Regions from separate parts of the Oryctolagus cuniculus genome. Here region 2 is linked to region 1. Evidence: chromatin contacts called from public Micro-C data. All regions are on one chromosome and are shown on one strand. The core of a region is the stretch at or near the end of the contact, and the rest is flanking DNA. Distances in the headings are between cores, read along the strand shown.

The links. A called contact is a pair of places that touch in the nucleus more often than the background predicts.
Region 2: a contact with region 1 is called in a Micro-C map of ear pinna, with 5 times the contacts expected there. The contact joins the promoter of ZNF184 here to the promoter of ABT1 in region 1. A contact is called at or near these places in 2 of 6 Hi-C or Micro-C datasets (ear pinna and an unstated tissue).

What each region holds. Positions count from the first base shown.
Region 1 is chr5:153,680,238-153,683,255 of mOryCun1.1, reverse strand. It overlaps ABT1 (activator of basal transcription 1), which reads right to left and starts at 1,429. Exons shown (of 3, transcript XM_002714190.5): 1 at 915-1,429; 2 at 1-156. The coding sequence starts at 1,155. TRNAY-GUA (transfer RNA tyrosine (anticodon GUA)) reads right to left here and starts at 2,869; the gene lies at 2,781-2,869.
Region 2 is chr5:169,996,339-169,999,311 of mOryCun1.1, reverse strand. ZNF184 (zinc finger protein 184) reads right to left here and starts at 1,655. Exons shown (of 6, transcript XM_051834677.2): 1 at 1,639-1,655; 2 at 720-811. The coding sequence starts at 726.

The DNA of each region.
Region 1 (3,018 bases), core at 180-2,679:
CCATGGGCGTGTTGTGCAGACTGGCCGCCACGCGCTTGGCTATGCGCTTGTCCCGAAACTCTACCCAGCCTTCGGTGTAGTCTTTGCTGTACTTCGACCGCTTTTTTCCTCCTGTGGCCGCTGCTGCTGCTTTTTTCTTGCGTCTCACGAACCGATCTGCGTACCAAAGACAGAGCTGAGCTCGGGACTCGGCACCCCAGACGCGCCTCCCACTGGCCGCGCCATTCTCTTAGCTCGCCTACGGGGTACCCCCTCACAGTCTCTGGAAAGAATGAACTGTGAGATACACTCTGCCTCACACACCCTTTCCTTTATCTAGATCAACACTTCCTCAAATGTCACTCCTTAGGTCTGCCCTGCACGCTACCAAAAACTTGTACAGGGGCCGGCACTGTGGCGCAGTGGATTGAACCCCTGGCCTGCAGTGCAGACATCCCATATGGGTGCAGGTTCGAGTCCCGGCTGCTCCACTTCCGATCCAGCTCCCTGGATTCAGGGAACCAGCTCCCTGGATCGTGTGCCTCGGAGGGCAGTGGAGGATGGCCCAAGTCCTTGGGCCCCTACACCCATGTGGGAGACCCGGAGGAAGCGCCTGGCTTCAGATCAGCTCAGCTCCGGCCACTGCAGCCATTTGGGGAGTGAACCAGTAGATGGAAGGCCTCTCTCTGTCTCTCTTTAACTCTTTCAAGTGGCTAAAATAGGAAAGTTCCTGATGTTTTTATTCCAACTGCACTATCGCTCAGCGCATCAGTAGGCACAGAAGTAGGCGCACACGAGATCGGAACCCAAAGGCCGCAAGCCCAGAACTAAGGGGCCAGTAGGCCCGCCCCCCGCCCCGCCCGCTCAGAGATCCCATTCCTACGATGCACCAGGCCAGCGCCTCGAGAGTTCACAGAGCGCGCCCGCGCTCCTACCTTCCGCCTGAAAGAACACGCGTCCGACCTCTCCGTAGGCGCTCAAGAGGTTGCGCACGTGCAAGGGACGGAAGCGCGGCGGGACGTGGCCCAAGTATACAATTCCCGGCACCACCCGCTTCTTCTTGCTGCGGCCCGTTTCTGTGGATTCCTCCTGGTCCTCTTCCTCCTCTAGTTCCTGCTCCGTCCCTTCTGGCGGATCTGGTTCCGTGGCTGCCTTCTCCGACTCCTCCACCTCCATGCTGACAGAGACAGGGAGCACGACAGCCGTAAAGCGCCGTGGCGATTACGCACTCGTCGTGCGACGACGTGCTACGAGGGGCGGGACTGGGGCGGTGACTACGCAATGAGCGACAGCTTGCCGCGAAGGGCAGGGCGAGGAGATGACAACAATGAAAAGACTGAGGGACGGAAGCTGGCCCAAGAGGGCGGATTTGAGGGTGTCAGGTCAGAAGTGAGAGTTGAGCTGGGGGAAGGATGAAAAATCGGGAGAGCGGAAGTGACGCCTCTCCAGAGGTGGGGTGACGGAACCGGAACCGGAAATAACGTTACGAGAACGACGTAACACGCCCGGTTGAACGCCCTGAAGAGGCGCGGGCGAGTGAGGCAGGGCTCCGGGAAGTTCGCGGGGCAGTATTTGCCGAGTTTCTTTGTGCCCTAACGATCGAAATAACATTTTATACAAAGAACCCGGATATGGTGTCGGTGACGGATAACTCATCTTTGTAAACTTCGATTTTCAATGTAAAACTAAGAGTTTTGAAGTCTCACATGACAGTATTGAATGTTTTGAATGTTTGAAAATGTGGTTTAACGTTGCAGATGTTTAGATTTACTTTCGAAATTTTAGACAGTTTAACGACTTTAAATTTGATTTTGTGAATGTCTGAAGTAAGTGTGCGTGCGAATTATTTGAAGAACTTGGCTTGTTCCTTATGTGTGTGTGATAGTCCATGTGTGCGTTTCTGTCACACGTATTCGTCAGGTCACCCAGGCCAGCCCGGTGCGGTTCAGCCCTCCTGTCCCAGGTCCTACCCGGCGGCCCCGGCGCGACCGCGCTTCCCGACACCCAGACCCGGGCAGGGCCCCCGGGGCGCCCCCAGGACGCGCCCTGACGACGCGTGCTCGGTGGGAGCAGAGTGACGCCCAAAGGCGCCTTTCAGTTTTTCGTCAATGCGCGACGCCCTTGATGGGGGCCCCAACACTAGTTTTGCATCCCGACTTGAGCCCAGAGGGACAGAGCGGGGGCAAACACGTCCCCACTTAAAAGGCCCCAGCTCCCTTCCAGAGATCCTGTGCATTTCTCGCTTCGCCGCCTGCACGTGCGTTCATTTTAAGGGAGGCAGCTCTTCCCCCGTCCTGTGTGTGTGTGTGCGGGGGTGTTGGTGGCAGTGCGTGGATGCGGTTCCCTCCTCATCCTTTAACACTGCCCTGAGAACAGCGCTGGGCGCCAGATCGCTTCCTGGCTGTGCAGAAAGATCCCGGGCGGGGCGGGCGCGTGCCGGGAGCAGACGGTGCCTTTAAAAAAAAACTCCGAATGCACGCAGGCGCTAGGTGATGAGAGGCGCAGCGCTGCTTAAAGTCTCTTCAGTACTCACCAGGATAGCACAGAGCCCCAAAGGCCAGCCCTAAACCTCTGGTGAAAATTGGGAGCGAACTCCCTTTGCGCTTCGCGTAGCACACGCGTCTTCGCAGCTGAACCCGGTGGGCCGGGGGCTCCGGGTATACTCGGGGAGCGGGAGAGGCGTGCCGTGTTTCTGTGGGGCATATTTTATACACGTAAATAATAAAGGTCTGCGAGTTTGAGCGATAAGCATCCAAGCATCCTCGTTACTGCTGCTCTGTCTTTGTGGTTCAAAACTGTTGTCCTTCGAGCCGGATTCGAACCAGCGACCTAAGGATGGCTGATTTCACGCCACTACAGTCCTCCGCTCTACCAACTGAGCTATCGAAGGACACGTGAGGGTGGCGCTTACAACACCTGAGATAATGGATGGCCTGATGGTTTTTAGTTTTGTATTCACGCGCGCTTCGGAAAATAGGGCCAACTGTAAGGCAGTGTTCCCCCACACTGGAATTTCTATACATTTATCTGAGTACCGTG
Region 2 (2,973 bases), core at 406-2,905, about 16 Mb before region 1:
TAGAAAATGCTGAGAAGGGTCGGCCTAGTGGTTGGGACAAAGCTTAGGACACCAGCAACCCACATCAGAGTGTCAGGCTCAACCCCTGGCCTGACCCAGCTCCAGCTCCTGCTACCGTGCACCCTGGGAGGCAGCAGGTGGGAGACCCGGCCTGAGTTCCGGCTCCCTGGCCTAACCCCAGTCGTTGTAGGCATCTGGGAGTGAACCAGTGGTTGGGAGATCAGGCTGTCCGCCCCTCTGCGTCTCTCTGCCTGACGAATAACTGTTTTTCATAAAAGCCAAACGACGGCAAGCAGGAAAGTCCTCAAAGAAGCGTTCCACAGCGCAAGGAAGTCGCAGAGAACTCTCAGCGGTTCTGACAGCTGAGTGCCGGACTCTGAGCGGCAGCAACGGTCCCTTCCTTTGGGGAACTGAGAGCTGAGCTCAACGCGGAAGTTACAGGAATAGGCACTGCTGTGCCGCATAAAGAACCAAAGGCAGCCACGGGGCTGTCCGCACGCAAAATGGCGAGTTCAACGCCACACGCGCTGTGGCACAGGCTTGGCCACCTGCCAAGGGCATTTCAGAACTAACGCCCGCACTGACGCGGTGGCTCCCCAGAGTCCTCCCGACCTCCAGGTGGTCACTGCTGAAGTCGTGAGGCTCAGGGACACTCGGGGCGCAGGGGCCGCCCCCCAGCCTCCCCGCGGCGGGACCCGCGCGCCGTCCTCCCCCGCTACCTTCCATCTCCGCTCATCCCGCTCCTCTGCGGCGTCCTCCCAGGCCGAGGGTCAGCCGCCCAGCTCCTCTCGCAGCGCGGAGGCCGGCTGCCCTAGAACACAAGCCGGGCGTCAGGCGGGCGACACGCGAGGCTCCCCGCTCCACAGAAGTGTCCGGGAGAGCCCCAGACAGGCACGTGGGGTGCCCGCCACACAGGACACACAGTTCCGCCTCCAGCGCCAAAAGCGCTCGGTGCGCGCCCTGGACACCGACCCAGGAGCTCGCAGACGGCCGGGGACCCCGCGGGCTCGGACGCCGCTGCACGCACCTGTTGCCGGGCGTGGACGCTTGCAGGTGGGCGGACGGGGCAGGGCGGGGCCGGAACAAAAGAACAAAGCCCTAGGAAGGACCGGTCAGGACCGCCCGCGAGGAGGACGCGAGGGGCCCCTTCCAGGACGCCCCGGCTTCCTCCCGCCGGGGCCACGTCACGCGACGCAACCACGATGACGTCACGCGCCCCGCGGCCCGGCAGTAACCATGGTGATACCTAGCTTTCCCTCCCTCCCGCGTGGTGAAGCACACACTCCGACCCCGGGTCCGGAAGTGCTGGGACCGTCGCCAGACCCGACGAGGGAGATCCGAGCGGCCAGGCTTCCCAGGCGCCAGCCTCTCACGCCCACAAGCCGAAGCTTCAGAGACCACTTCCGGCCGCGCCGACACAGCCCCGCCCCACACGCCGGTGCGCAGGACGCTGGCTCCCGGGATGCTCCGCGGCGACGTCGCGCACGTCATGGCCCGAGCCCGGGGCCAGCCGTGGGAGCCGCTCTGCGCAGGCGTGCCGCCGCTGGGCTCGCAGTTGGTTTTGAGACATGGCCCCTTATACGTACACAGTTCTAACATGCTAACAAGCGTCTCCTGGTACGGCACTTAGTTTCTTACCTGGAGTCTTCTGCCCCTTTTCCTCGTTAAAAATCCTGGTCCTCACGCACTGACTCGCTTTCCTGAGTCTCAGAAGCGAAACCCGGAGGAGGTGTCACCCGGTCTTGTCCTTTCAGCAGTGCACTGGCCGTGCCTACGTCAGTCCGCGCAGGGAGCTGCAGGCAGAGAGTACAACCAGCTGTGACGAGTGTGTGTGTGTGTTTAAGATTCACTGATTTATCTGAGAGGCAGAGTTACAGAGCGGTCTTCCCTCCGAGCGTTCACTCCCCAAATGGCCGCGGCGGCCGAGGCTGGGCTGGTCTGAAGCCAGGAGCCAGGAGCTTCTTCTGGGTCTCCCACAGGGGTGCAGGGGCCCAAGGACCTGGGCCATGCTCTACTGCTTCCCCAGGCTCATTAGCAGGGTTGGAAGTGGAGCAACTGGCACTTGAACAGGCGGAGGCTTAACCCACTGTGCCACAGCGCTGGCCCCAGTTTTTGCGTTCATTTAATAAATACGTGTTAAATGACTGCTTTATTCCAGACATCATGCTAGGTGCTGGGGATATGATTATCAACAGTAAAAAGCCAGGCCTGGCTTTGTGACACAGCAGGTTAAGCTGCCAATTGGGACAACAGCATTCCATATCCTGTTGCCTGAAAGAGACTTTTCTTGGGCTGATGCTGTGGTGTAACTGGTAAAACCGCCGCCTGCAGTGCTGGCATCCCGTATGGGCACCAGTGTGAGACCGAGCATGATTTTATGATTTTACAAATCGTAAGGGAGGAGGGGGTTGGAACTTATGTTCCAATTTTTTTAATTTTTTTTTTTTTTTAGGAGTTAGACCCTCATGCATCTTGCTGAGCTTAATCGCCTTATCAGAAAGACTGGTGATAGCACTCAAACTTTGTGAGAAAGGGTGCCAGTCAGGTTGGCAGATCACTGTCTTCCTAAGAGAAATTTGGGAAGGTGAGACTGAAGACGGCATCATTATGATTTGCTGTCACGCAGGGATGAACTTGAATACTGAGCTGAGGGAATTTACAAGCAAAGTGTGCAATGTGCAGCCTGGTTTTTAATTGGTACTTGTGGGGGTCTCAAGCCCAAAGCTAGCCCCTGACCAGCAGGGGCAGCACAAGCACTCCCCAACAAGGCGAACGGGAAGGGTAAGGTCTACGGTGATGAGCACATCACAACACCCGTGAGTTCTGTCGAAGCAGGAACCGCTTCATTGAGGAAGCGTACAGGCTTATAAAGCTTTCAAAGGACATGCGCAGTAGGGGAGCCAGTCAGCGAAATGGTCACGCAGGCATGGGTGGACCACGCACAGGGGCATCTTAAGCAAAGTATAGGGATCA